Regions from separate parts of the Sus scrofa genome. Here region 2 is linked to region 1. A link is a contact called in public HiChIP or PLAC-seq data. All regions are on one chromosome and are shown on one strand. Each heading gives the region's core, a stretch centred on a gene start, on an enhancer-like site or on the middle of the called end of the contact. The rest is flanking DNA. Distances are from core to core; before and after follow the strand shown. Region 1 overlaps CAMTA1 (calmodulin-binding transcription activator 1). Region 2 overlaps CAMTA1 (calmodulin-binding transcription activator 1).

The links. HiChIP or PLAC-seq counts read pairs in DNA pulled down with a chosen protein or histone mark.
Region 2: a contact with region 1 is called in an H3K27ac HiChIP or PLAC-seq map of skeletal muscle. The contact joins two enhancer-like sites. A contact is called at or near these places in 11 of 47 Hi-C or Micro-C datasets (brain, embryonic fibroblasts, fetal heart ventricle and 5 more) and 1 of 2 datasets of contacts at active chromatin or transcription factors (skeletal muscle).

The regions. Positions count from the first base shown.
Region 1 is chr6:68,381,249-68,388,182 of Sscrofa11.1, forward strand. CAMTA1 (calmodulin-binding transcription activator 1) reads left to right here. Exons shown (of 23, transcript XM_021097514.1): 8 at 1,685-1,811. Among named protein-coding and RNA genes, the nearest start is that of VAMP3, 89 kb to the right of the region's middle. Within about 2 kb of position 3,268, at least 20 of the 83 cell types and tissues checked have an H3K27ac peak or open chromatin away from gene starts, as enhancers often do. A contact at or near this core is called in skeletal muscle, where this site is marked.
Region 2 is chr6:68,421,979-68,428,885 of Sscrofa11.1, forward strand. The region is part of intron 9 of CAMTA1 (calmodulin-binding transcription activator 1); the gene reads left to right. Among named protein-coding and RNA genes, the nearest start is that of VAMP3, 48 kb to the right of the region's middle. Within about 2 kb of position 4,708, at least 6 of the 83 cell types and tissues checked have an H3K27ac peak or open chromatin away from gene starts, as enhancers often do. A contact at or near this core is called in skeletal muscle, where this site is marked.

The sequences.
Region 1 (6,934 bases), core at 2,018-4,517:
CGGCCCTAAAAGGAAAAAAAATTAAAAAAAAAAAAAAAAAGACTTTGGTGGCCTAGAAGTAAGATGACCGCTCCCAGCCATTTCAGCCAAGGAAGAAAGGCCCATCTAAGAGCACGGATGGAAAGGCTTCCAGTCTGGAAGACTTGTTTCCACAGTGGAATCTCCCGTCTGTGAAACACCCTCTCCTGTCCCTGAGTTGGGTCTGGCATCCGGGGAATATCGTGGGGGCCTCGAGAACAGTCCCATTAAGGCTGGGGACCCTCAGGCATTGGGCAGCAGCAGGGGAGCTGGGGTCTGGCCTCTGGTGCCTGGAGAGGGGGAGTAAGGGGGGGATAGGGCCCAGGGCTGCATCCTCAACCCCTCCACCACCCAAGGCCAGCAGGTGCCCATCTCAGCCCTTCTCCTTCCTGGACACTAGGTGGCGCTCGCCACCCCGTCCTGGGCTGTTCTTGGCCCCCTGCTGGGAAAGGCAATGGAGCCTGGGGTGGACCCACCTGAGGAGGTGGCAGGAGAGCCAGAGGGGACAGCAACCCCACTCTCTGAACCCCTAGGGCTGGCCACCCCACTCAGTGACCTCACCTTCCCCTCCACTGTCTGAGCCCCGAATGGGGCCCTAACACCTCATTGCCCACACCAGGCAGGACAGGTGCTGTTAATCACTAAACTCAGACAATGACCATAAAACAGGGCTTCCCGGGGGGCACCGGGGCATAATGCCACTCTCCTTGCTCTGTGGCTGCCGTGGCTGGTTCCAGCAGGAGGTCAGGGGTTGCCAACACCTTTCGCCTCGCTTTCCTGCTCCCAGGTACCTCGGGGATCCTTGGGGGCAGGGCCCTCTCCCCTTGAACTGAGCAAGGTCATCCAAACCCCCTCCCCCCACCCCATCCCCCTTCCTCTCACTGCCCCCCCCCCCCCCGCGCACCCTGCCCCCATGGGAGCAACTGCAGCCCAGACAGGCTGCAGGCACATCAGAGCCTTGCCTGCACCATGCGCACAGAGTGAGGGGACCACTCTGGCCATGTGGAGAGCCAGGCAGTGTCAGCTGGTGAGGCTCCGTGGTACCCGACCCCCAGCCACCAGCTGGAAGATCGCCCTGCCAGCGCAGGGCAACCTCTGAGCCTCCTCCCAGCCCTTCTTCCAGTTTTTCTTTTCTGTCTCATCGCCTTCTCCACCAACCCCGCCTTTGCTGCCCGCCCCTGGCTATCGCCACCATATCCTGGGGACCCCAGGTCTCCCCTCATCTCCCTGGGGGGCCACCGAAATGCTCAGCCCACCATCTGTCCACAAGCCAATGACAGAGAAAGCCCCAGCTTCCTCTCTGCTTCCTTCCTGGGTCGGGGGAGGTCTCACCTGGCATCCTGCAGAAAAGGTTTGACAAACTCTGCGCCCCCTTCTGCCTAGAACGGAAAGCTCCAGGTCCAGGAGGGGGTCAGAACAGCCAGCCCCCATGCTGGATGCCAGCTGAGGAGCATCTGGGGGCCCCCGAGGCCCCAGCGGGAGGCAGTCGTGACGCGGTGGTTCTCGAAAGCAGGGCTTGTGGGCGTGAGGAACCTGCATGCTTCCCAAGCACGTGGGCTGGGGTGCAGACCAGCACCTGAGAGGAGCGGCCGCGGAGGCCTGGGTCCCTGGGCCCTCCCTCCGGGGCTGACACCCGCCCCCCACCCCCGGTCTCTGTCCCCTCCAGGGAGGAGTGAAAGTTCTCATCACAGGCCCGTGGCAAGAAGCCAGCAATAACTACAGCTGCCTGTTCGACCAGCTCTCAGTGTCTGCGTCTCTGATCCAGCCCGGTGTGCTGCGCTGCTACTGCCCAGGTGAGCGGGCCGCCAGTGGCAGAGGGCCTGGGGGCCCGGGATACCCCAGATCAGAGTCGGCCTGGGGAGGGGACCTTGGGCAGGTGGCCTTGTTACCCTGGGCCTCCGTCTCCTCTGCTTTGAAGCCGTGGGTCCCGAGTAGGCTGTTAGAATCTCATTGGACCCCTCATCAGAGGCTGCACGGGTGCGCTCGCCTGGGATCTTGAAGAAAACCGGATGAGGCCTGTTTAGACAACCAAGGGGCCCAGGTGGCACACCCAGGACTGGCCCCCAGGGAAGCTCCAGCCACCCTCCCCCTGACGGGTCACTGGAGCTGGGGAGAGCCGTGCAGCGGGGGGTGGGGGAGGGGGTGCACAAGGCTGCCCTCTCTCCCCACCCGCAGCCCAAGCCAAGCAGCAGCCACGAGAACAGGAGAGCCCAGCCCACGCAGGCCCCCAGAGCACAGAGCAGGTCGGAGAGGGACGGAGAAGGCCGGGCGAACTGCAGGGAGGGGGTGTCAAATTGAGACGAATCCGCACAAACTCCTTTGAGAATTTGGTGATGCCTCCGTCCAGCGGCCAGAAGAAGGCACGGACGCATGGTCTGCTTCCACTTTTGGGGACAGGGGCCCCCCGCATCACGTCCCTGGGCTCTGACCTTCTCTTACTCGGGCAGGGGTCATCATCTCGACGCAGCTTGGTGTCCCTGTCTGGTCCACTTGTCCTTGATCTCTGGCCGTGACTACCTCCCCCCTGACCGGTTGGCTCCCTGAGGACGGGGTCTGTGTCCTTCTCGGTCACCACTGTGTCCGCAGGGCTCGAAAATTGCCTGGCATGTTGCAAAAAAGCAGGTGGCTATTCGTGGAGGGATCTCTTTCTAGAGCTCATGTTTTCTGTGCTCTGGGCTGGGGGCTGGAAACCACCCCCCTTGTCTGGCCCGGCACACGTGTCATGAGCTCCAGGGGTGGCCTGTCCCGCTTGCCAAGGTGACAGACAGACAGAGGGGCAGATGAGGAGGTGGGGTGGCCGGGGTGGAGGGGCCCCACTCCATGTTATCTGAAGCCAGGGCACCTAGAAAAAGCGAGAGAGAGGGAGAGGGAGAGGGAGAGAGGCATGGGGGGAGCACATGTGCTCCCTGTGGAGGGCCGGGTGGAGAAGAGAAGTGGACAGGGCGGGAGTAGAGCTGGCCGGTGCCAGGGGGGTCCACCTTGAACCTCAGGCCGCCCTAGCTGTCTGCCTCAGCCCCCACCATGCTCCCCACCTGGGGCTCCTAGGCTGACCTGGAACATTCTCTCTCTCCATCTCCCCACACAGCCCGCCAGAGCGGAACACCACAGCTCCAGGGCTGGGCTCACGTGCTCAGCCTCCGCTCATCCCAGGGAGCCAGGGCCCCTGATGGCCTCCGCTGCTGGGCCTGCCCCCACCAGTGGCCTGGCTGGTTCCCATGCAGCCCCACCCCCACCGCACCCAGGCTCCCAGCAGCCCTGCTCAGCCTGGAGCATGGCCGTCCTGGAGACCAGCCAGACTGGGTCAGCCTATCCCAGCCCAGGGCTGCGTGAGGCCAGGGCAGGCCCACCTCTGCTGGCGAGGTAGGGGAGAGGGCAGCCTGTTATTAAACTGTCCACTTATCAACTGCTGCTGGAACGGGACTTGCCCAGCCTATAAATAGATGCCACTTCCTGTACCTGGTTCTGGCCTGGCTGAGGACCCAGACCTTGCCTGTCCTGAGTTATCTGACCCCTCCAGAAAGAAAAAAAGAGACTGGCCTTTGCGTGCCCTCTGGATGACGTCCCAGGCCAGGACCTGGCACAGCCCACATCAGCCTGTTTCCACCTGGTGCCTTGAGCCTAGCGGTCAACCTCTCTGGGCCTCCATTTCCACATCTTTAAAAACCACCTGCCAGTGGGCAAGGGACTGCGACGGAGGAAGGTCCAGGAGGCCCCAGCTCACAGGTTCAAGGCCTGGAGCTGCTCCAGGAGCGAGGCCTAGCTCTTTCAGTCCTGGGAGGGGGGCAGGGAGGGGAGAGAGGGGATCGGGGTTGTCCTGGTCTCAGCAGGGAGTCCTCCCGGTCTGAGAGCATTTCTGGGTCCCCAGAGCCGGCAGGAGAGTCTATGCCGGTCAGTGCGTCTCCCACTAACATCCTGCGTCTTGGACCCAGGGAGGCTTGGGCAGCCTGAGAGCGGGGACACCGCCCTGTTCCACCCTGAACCACAAAGCAGGGGGCCCCTTTGGGACATCCCTGTTTTGAAGGTCACATCGAGACACGTCACTCGGTAAGACAGCCCTGAATGCTGCGCGCGTACATTGATTTCTGAATTCATCGAAGAGTTTGCCAGGCACCAGTAGGCACCTCGGGTGGAGCTCAGACCCAGCCCTTAACCCTGCTCTTGATCCCAGGGAGCTCTCGTCCCGGAAGGAGTTGGTCACGTGAACGAGCCCCACCCTGGGGGCTGATGCTGGCTGCTCAGACACCTCCCGAAGCCTGGATCTCCCCAAGGCTCAGGGAAGCTGAAGCCGATCTTCAAGAAAGAACACTTGAAACCAGAATGAGACTGTCTTCTCCAAAAAGAAGAGCTCAGAGGGCTGTGAGCACAAGCCAGGCCACCTTAGAGTGAGAATGACATGGGAGGAGAGGAAGGGAGGGGGCACATGGCCACTGCCCACTGGCCTGCTGCACGTGCCCAGCAAAATGCATGGGGAGACTCGGGCTCGACCAAAAACGCGGTTCTTCTGGGCGCCTCCCCCTCCATCGCTGGCCGCAGAAGCCACACAGCCATGACATCTGCCCTGCTACAAGATTCCAGTAGCGCCGCAAGGTCGGGAAGGAGACGACCAAGCGAGGCCACGGAGCTTAGGCGAAGGAGGACTTGGGATTAGGAAAGGCGGCCGAGCCAGGGAGAAGACGGAGGCAGCCCCCCTCCCAACAAGAAGACTGTGCTTTGGGGCTTCCGGACAGCCCCACAGTGGAGTCCTTGGAGGTCACCAAAGGCCAAAGATGAAGTTCAAAATGAGATGAGCAAGGGCACTGCATTTTGAAGCAATGCACTCAACAAATAGGTGTTGAGGAGCCATAAGCCAGGCCTTGACCTTGGCCCTGGCCATCAAGAGGAACCAGGACAGATCCACTCCCAGCTCTCACATTCTATTGCAGGAGACAAAAAACAAACAACGAAACAAATAACCGAGATAACTGGAGAAAACCATATCAGAACCTTAGGATGTGGTGATGTGATAAGATACCTTGGGAAAGGGGAGCTTCCTTTGGGCAGACTGATGAGGGACCCCCAGCGATGAGACGAGCCGGTCGTGGGCAAGAATGAAAGGCAAGCATCCACGCAGAGGACCGAGGACGTGCAAAGGCCCTGGGGCAGGCACAGGCTCGGTCAGCTGGAGAAATATACGGATGGGGGAAGCTGGAGAGGCTAGATTGGAGAGGATGGCAGGGACCAAATCATGTCCATCCTTCTAAGTCCTAAGAAGGAGTCCGATGTGGTTTCCCTTGCCCTGGAAGCCATTAGCTTTAAGTGGGGAGTGGCTTGATCCAAATCATATCTTTAAAAAATGATTCCTGGGAGTTCTCGCTGTGGCACAATGGACTCAGCAGCATCTTAGCAGCTCCAGGATGCATGTTTGATCCCTGGCCCCAGCACAGTGGGTTTAAGGATCCCGTGTTGCCACCGATATGGTGTAGATCACAACTGCAGCTTGGATCTGATCCCTGGCCCAGGAACTCCATATGCCACAGGAAGGCCAAAAAAAGAAAGAAAAAATGATGTGGGAGGATGGATTGTAGGAGAGAAGAATGAAACAGGGAAACCCTAGGAGGCGGCAGAGGGAAGCCCCCGGACACCATCCCAGCAGAAACAGGTCGGTCTCGGGTGTGTGGAAGGTGCCCTCAGCAAGAGGCTACTGCAGGGTCCAGGCATCCAGGCCAGAAATGATGGCAGCTTAGGCTAGAGTAGTGGCCATTGCGTTGGAAAGAAGAGGACGGACCCAGAACTCACTGATGGACTGAAGGTGGGGAGGGAAAGAAAGTCCAGGAAGCACCTGGGTGATTGGCCTGCGGACACTGGGCTGTTGGGCTGGGACCCAGGAGACTGGGATAGGTTCTCTCTGCTCTGTCTCTCTGGGAAAGGCTGGGGTGTCTTTGGCTCCCCCACCATCCCAGCACAACCGAAGGTCGAACTCGTGCCAGGAGATGGTGGAAGACAAGCACCAGGTGGGGAGGAAGACCCCGGGCCAGAGACACCTGGAGCTCCCCAGCGGCCCGCGAGAGGCAGCAGCTTGCTCAGAGGAGCAGGGCTGAGCCAGCTCAGATGGGGCTTCTGCTGATGCCCTTCCTTCCTGTTGGTGAACCAGGCGAATCTCCAGGGAAGGTGAGCGGCCACGAGCTTGGAGATCTGCCCGGGGATGCCGTCCGAACCTAGGGCGGTCTGGACGTGGCTGGGGCTCCCTGCCCGGGGAAGGCACTGTGGGAGGTCCCGGGGGACCCCTACCCACCAGGAGCTCCTCTGTGATCTCGAGCTGAGGAGCCACACCGGGATAGAAAGCATGGGGGGGGGGGAACTTCACCGATCATCTCGGGGCAGTGACTTCCCGCAGACCCGCTCTGGGGACAGTGGCATAGCACCTACATCTGGGAGGGACAGAGGCCACAAGTCCACGAGCTGGTTTTCCCACGGGAGGTGAGGGCCATGCTGGACGTCCTCAGAGAGAAGCCAGAGCTTTACTCTGCAGCGGGGAGCTGCTGACTTGGATGGCTTCCTGGAGTCTAAGCTTCTGAAAACCAAGAGCCCAAACAGTAACGCGATCCCTGTGTGCGTCCTCCCTGGAAATCTGTCCTGGGGAGGCCCTGGGCACAGGCATCTGGTGTTCCAGAAAAGCAGAGCAGAGAGCACACAGTGCTGGTGTCTGCTGGGGACGAGGCCTGGCCGCGGGGAGCCGCCTGCACACCCCACTGGCCCCCCAAGACTTCAGCAGCAGCCTCACCCCCGGCGATGAAGCAGGCCTCTCTCTGCCAGGGCCCGGCTTTGCTCTTGCAGACAGTGGGCGTGTCCATGTATTCAACCCTTTGTTTTCCTTGAGCCCTGGGTCCGGGCCAGAGCAGCTAATGAGGCCCCTAAGGGGCCTCTCTTCCCGAAGCTT
Region 2 (6,907 bases), core at 3,458-5,957, 42 kb after region 1:
GTGGTTGGGATTAATCAGCCAAGAATTTATTAAAATACTCTTTTGTCTTTTCTAGTGAAAGAAACCCATTATTCCATTCTAGCCAGGATCAATCCCCCTGGTGTGTGTGTGTGTGTCTGTGTGTGTGTCTGTCTGTGTGAAAGATGTTTTCTCTAACAATGTAAAAAATGGGAAGTGCCCTGCCCAAAGCAGATAATGTTCTAAAAGCTTATAAACGGGTTGAATAATATTTCCCAGAAAAACAGTGCAGCGAATGGCAGGTAGGTCCCCAGGCTAGACTAAGAACAAAAACCTTTTAAATCCATCCTAGATACCCTTTTTTAAGTTTGCAGGAGAGAAATAATGTTTAAAATGTGTGTGCATGCATATATCACATACATACTGTAAAACACTGAACTCCTTAATCTTGATAAAATGTCAATACGTAACCTCCATTTAGCATCTTCCCAGACAAATGAAAGAAGCGACGTTCACACTTGAACGTTCAGTGATGTTGCTTGAATAGAGATAAATGTACATGCATATAAAACGATTGCAGTCAACAGAAGCTTCTTGGTGAAGTTCTTCATTCATAGGGCAGAACCCACACTGCTTCTCTGAAATTACAAAGTCTGTAACGTTTCAGAAGAATAAACCCAGCGAGGGAACATCATTTCAGTTCCTTGATAATCCTGACATTATTGTTATCAGAATTACAATCACATTTCTATTCTTTTTTTTTCTTTCTTTCTTTTTAGGGCTACATCCACGGCATGTGGAGGTTCCCAGGCTAAGGATCAAATTGGAGCTACAGCTGCCGGTCTGCGCCACAGCCCTAGCAACACCAGATCTAAGCTGCGTCTGTGACCTGTGCCGCAGCTTGCGGCGACACCAGATCTTCAACCCACGGAGCAAGGCCAGGGGACAAACCCACATCCTCAGAGAGACAGCGTCAGGTCCTTAACCCACAAGCCGCAACGGGAACGCCTCATATTTTTATTCTTAAATTGAGCCAGGAAAAGAGCGAGAGAAATCCTTCTGGGGGATCTTGAAGAGTTAGCACAATGACAGGGGGAAGGAGAATGCGGGTTTGAGAAGTGGTTCTCTGTCACAGGTTGTCTGCAGTGGCACTGACTGAGCCATCAGAGGAATGAGGGTCAGGATTGGTACCAGTTAAGCAAGGGCGGTGGGGGGTGGGGGCAGGTTGAGGAAGGTGGATTAGGACAGGGCAGGGCATGGGGAATGAGGAAGAGGGGAGAAGGGAGAGGTGTGGGCAGAATTGGGGATGGGGGCCTCCCAGGGTTAGTGCCCACTGCCCTTGGAATTGGTTCCTGACCACGTGTGCCGTCACTTAGCTGCTCCCTGAACCTTTAGGCCAACCGCAGCCTGAGTGGGAGGATGAAAGACGCCCGATTCGGAGACTTCCTGGAGGACAGCAGGATATGGCAACCCCACAAGTGTATGAAATCAACTCGCAACCCCATTTGGTGAAGAGCACTCTAAGTTTTTACCTTTGTCCCCTAATCCCAGGGACGGTTGCATGGTGGCTTCACTGATTTAGAATTTGCAGGAAATGCGAGGATGACTTGGGCTGGGTGTAGAGCGCTAACGGGAGGGGTGACCCCACGTTCCAGCCTCCCGAACCCGAAGCGTGGGAAGCAGGACCCCGCAGACACAGGAGGGCAGCCTTTGCGCCTCTGTGGCGTGGGGAGCCAGGACACAAAACAGCCCTCACAGGGATCACGAGGCCACTAAAAAGGAGCTGGATGGTTGAAGTTTCTCCAAAGTGCTGGTGGTTCCCTTGGGGAAATTCTTTCTTTCTGAATAAAATGGACAAAGTGGTACAATTTGGATTTTTAAAAACATTTCTCTGTTATTTGGCAGAAGGGCCTAGGATAATTTGTAACGTAGCCCCTTGCAATGGCTTTATCTCCTTTGCCCTACTTTATAACACGTCCAGTGTTTGGAAGTCGTACAGCTGTTGCTTTTCAAAGACAGCTCTGTCAGTCTATTGCTCGGGAAGGGACTTCACCTGTGTTTATTCCAGGTTTTTACAAAATCTCAGGGCACCGTGAAAACAGTGTTAGCGTAGCGACTAAACTTTCGAGCCCTCTGTAGACTCCAGTGTTTTTAAAAACGCATATTTGTGGAACATCTTGGACTTAAAGCTTTTCACGAGTTAGCAGGACCGTAGGCAACGCCTCGCAGATGGCCCTTCTGCAATTAGCCCTGGGAGAACAGCGTTGCCAGCGGCAGCTCTGAATAATGTATGGAGAGTGAGTCGGAAACAGCCGAACCCCCCACACAGGGTTTTTGAGTCGGATTCTGAAACCCACCAGGAACTCAGGGCCAGTAACGTCTCTTAAGCACAGAAGGATTCGCTAGAAGCAGCCAGGATTTTTTTTTTTTTTTCTTTCCAATCATCTTTGCTCCCGGTACCTTGTAACGCATCTTCCTTGCACGGTTTCTCCCTTTCTTTTTTTTCTGCATCTTCAGCTTTTCTCCCCATTGTCTCTGCCCCAGTCTTGTAGTGGATCATGTCTGGGGAGGATAAAGCCGATCCGGTGAAAGCATTATTTTACCCCCGTCTCAATTAGGGGTTTGTTCATTTTTTTTTCCAAACCCCTGGTCCCAGATCCATTTGATAGGATTAGGAAACTGCGGCCCCTGTGAGAAGGGAAGAAACTGCTTTTAATAACTGAACTGGAAGAGTTCCCTGGTGGTGCAGCAGGTGAAGGATCTGGTGCTGTCACTGCAGCAGCTCCAGTCACTGCTGTGGCTCAGGTTCAATCCCTGGCCCGACTTAGCTGTACAAAAGTGCCACAGACGTGATTGACAGAAAGAGATATTTTGTCCTGTGCCACCTTCTTTACCTCGTCCTTTGTGAAATCGCATTTTGTATCTTCAGCAGGTGGAAGTCAGTCTCTTGTCAAGTGTTTATCGAGGGCCTGCTGTGTGCCAGGCCTCGGGAAGAGGGCAGAGTGAGGGCAGGTGCTGGCCCACAGGCCCGTGAGAGCTCTCTCCACCTTTATGTCCAGCAGGCTGAGGTTCTGGGGGTGAAGGCGCACGTCTAACTTGGTTTTTGTGTCCCCGGTGGTTTTGTGCCACCACCACAACCTGAGTGGTTCTGCTCCCCGTTCCACCCCCATGACGCGCGGGTGCCGGGCAGAGGCAGCCCAGTAGCTGATGTTTGTGGCGTGCGTCCATTCTCGCCCTGATTCTCCACAGTTCTTCCCCATGGAGTTGGAGTGGGGTTTTTGTTGTTGCTGTTGTTTTGGCATGGCCAGGCACCGCGGGACCACCTGCTGATGGCTCGAGGACGTGTTCTCACCCCTTGACAGTTCGTGTGCACTTCGGGCAGATTCCGCCTTTGCAGTTGTTGTTCTTGTCGTTGGGGTTTTCCTGTCCACGTGCACGCCCTTGACGTCGCACTGCACGCCCACATCCTCTTGTCCAGGTTAGATGGTGGATTGCAAGCCCCGTGACAGCACTTTCCCCTTTAAAGACCCCAGTGGTGGCCTTCCTGTTGTGGCTCAGCAGGTTATGAACCCAGCTCGTATCCGTGAGGATGCAGGTTCGATCCCTGGCCTTGCTCACTGGGTTAAGGATCCAGTGTTGTCCCAAGCTGTGGCATAGGTCACAGATGTGGCGTGGAGCCGGTGTGGCCGTGGCTGTGGTATAGGCCGGCGGCGGCAGCTCCCATTCGGCCGCTAGTCCAGGAACCTCCTTGAGCTGCAGGAGCGGCCCTGGGAAAGGAAAGAGAAGGAGAAAACAGCGTGTCGGTCTCGGTGGTGACCTGCCTTTCCTCAGCCACGTCACCGTTTTCGGGAGGTCGCAGTCCGCGTGCCGACAGCCTGTTTTCTTCCACCCTGGGCTGAAACTGTTGAGGCCGCGTTCTCCAGATTTGCTGCTTTCCGGAAAGTTAGCCCTGACTTAAAACGTGCCCCTCTTTCGCAGACAAGGTAAAAGTGGCCGCGGAATCCGGGCCCGGCTCCGGCCCACCTTTGCTCTCACGCAATGTCCTGCCACTGCCCTGCTTCCCCTGCGGCTGGTTTGCTGCGAGGTGGCCCGTGAGACCGCTGCGAGGTTGGTGGGGCTCGAGGGCGCCTCCCTCCCGCTAGAGCCGAGCGGCTGGGCCTCCGCGGGTCCGCCGTGCACCCAGGGAAGAGGTTGGGTGGATCTGCCTTCAGGCACCTCGGGCTCTGGTGCTGAGTGACGTCCAGTGAGCAGGACCTGCGCAGGTGCCTTGCTGCCCCCAGTACAGTCCGTCTCCTAACCGCCCGTCATCGGCGACCTGATCTTTGCCCGAGAACCTGGCTGCAGCGTGTGGGAAGCAGACCCAGAAGAGACACGAAGCCCGCAGCCCCTTGGAGGCGGGGAGCAAGTCCTGAGACAGCGGCTACGCCCGTCTAGTGTTTAGAGCCATCACGGCAGGGAGCTCGTCCAAAGTGGACGAGGGCAGTTTTTCCTGAGGCTAAATGGAGCCGGTGCTTTGGAAAACCCGAGTGGCCCAGCCGGTGCCCTGTCCCGAGTGGCCTCCCCTCCTCGCTGTCTGCGCCCAGACCCGGCCGCCATCCCGCGGGTTCCGGGAAGGCATTGGGTGACGTCGGGTCCCCCGACTTTCTGCGCTTCCTGAAAAATGCAGGCGCCTTCCGAAGCGGCCGTTCCTGTTCTCTCCAGAAATAGTTCCAGCCCTGCCTCCTTTTGCTTCATCAGCCCTCCTGCCAGCACTGCCCAGGGCTGTAAATGGAACGAGAGGCGGCCTCCCGGCCCGTCCAAATAGCAACAGGAGGCACAAGTGCACTTGAGCCACAAATAACGCGCTTTAAAATAGCAGATGGTATTTGACGGTCGGTCCTTCATTCATTTACCTGCCAAGGCCGAGCTCGTTCCCCTGCCCTGGTGACCAGACCCGCAGTGGCTCGGCCCAAGCCGCTGTCCTAAGCTCGGGTGTGCAGGTAGTAGCTGTTCCCTGGTTCACAGGCTGTTCGGGTTCACGCACGCATTCTGAGGCTGTTCTCGAGAATGTTCCTTCGTTCTCCCGCGATAAAAATGTCACGTTTGTGCAATGGCTTCGCCCAACTCCTGCATTCGGCACTTGTGTAGCTAATTATAGGCAATCCTTTCACCCAGGTGTGGCGCTGCCAGCCTCCGGTTCCAAACACTCGGCCAGGGAAAGGCAGGAGTCGGGGGGGTGCTGGAAGGTGGGGATCCCTGCTTCTAACATGAAGCTCGATGGAGAAGGAAGAGCGACGCTGCGTGCACTTCGCAGGTGTCTGTGCAGAAGTCAGACCTTCCTCAGCTTCTGCCAGAGCCTCGCACCAACGCCCAGTGGTTCCGCGACTTCCTTCCCTGAGCCCCAAGGAAATGGCAGTGGCCCAGCAGACGCCTGGAGCTTCTGCATGTGCTTTCAGGTCGGCTCTGTTGGGGTTTTTTTGTTTTTGTTTTTGTTTTTCCCCCTTTCTTTGCCCTTTTGTTTAAAGTTAAACTTTATCGGAGTAGAGTAGCCTTCCAGTGTTGAGTCAGTTTCAGGTGTATGGCAGCGGGAGTCCGCTGTACACACAAGTCTGTCGGTTCCTTTTCAGATCCTCTCCCCCGTCGGTCACTACAGAGCATCGAGTCGATTTCCCTGTGCTCCTCGTGACTCAGCCATCCCACGTGCAGTGGTCTGTGCCAGTCCCAGCCTCCTGTTTATCCCCTCCCCCACTTTGACTGCTCATTCTCTCCCCGGGAATCAGTGATAAAATGGGCCCATGGGTATATGGCCCCTGGAGCCCACGATGGAGAGCAGAGGTCCCCAGAGCCCTTGTCCCAGGGCTTGGATGACCTCATCCACAAATTGGCTTCTGAAGAAGCTCACAGTAGAAAATGATATTCCTGGCGTTTCTGTTGTGGCTCAGAGGTAAGGAACCCAACTCATATCCACGAGGATGTGGGTTTGATCCCTGGCCTTGCTCAGTGGGTAAAGGATCTGGCGTTGCCGTGAGCTGTGGTGTAGGTTGCAAATGTGGCTCAGATCCCACGTTGCATTGGCTGTGGTGTAAGCCAACAGCTGCAGCTCCGATTCGACCCCTAGCCTGGGAACTTCCATATGTGGCAGGTGTGGCCCTAAGCAAAAAAGAAAGAAAGAAAAAGGAAAGAAAAAGAAAATGATTTTCCTTTCCGTTGCCTGAGTGGAGCACCCACCCTGTGTCTGGTACGAGGGCTGCCAGGCTTTCAGAAAGCTCGTTCTGGTAGATATAACACATGGGAGACGATAACCGAACATTCACTTGCTAAGGGCTGTCGGACACAGAGCTGGGCATGGAGGTTTCTTGGGCAGCCTGGGAGGAACAGGGCCTAGAGTCTAACCTGTGCTCAGATCCTACCCCGAGACACAGGACCTCGGGTGAAGTAACATTTTCAGAGCCTCCGCTTCCTGATCTGTCGGAAAGATCAGGGAGAGGCAAATCAGAGCTGTGTTCGGGATTAGGAATAATGCACGTGGGGAGAGTCCTGGTGACCCAGCAGGCTGAAGATGCAGCGTGGTCACTGCTGTGGCACGGGTTCAGTCCCTGGCCTGGGAACTTCCGCATGCCGTGGGTGCAGCCAAAAGAAGGAAGAAAGAGAGACTGTGTGGGGAGTGTCCGGCCCATGTGGATGCTCGGCAGCTGCTGGGAACGATTACGTGAAAGTGACATCTGAGCCACACCCTCTGAGGAATAAGAATAAGCAGGACGTGGGGAAAGGCCAATGTCACGCAGGCCCCAAGGCCTGTAAGATTCCTGGTGGACTTGGGGAGCAGTGAGTAGGAGGGAACCCCTAAAAAGTAGCCTGAGACCGTGGGCAAAGAGCATTCCACGCCACACCAGACACCTTGCGTTTTATTTTGTAGGTCGCAGGGGAGGGAGTTAAGATTTTTACCCAGATTATCTGCGAGAACGTCAGA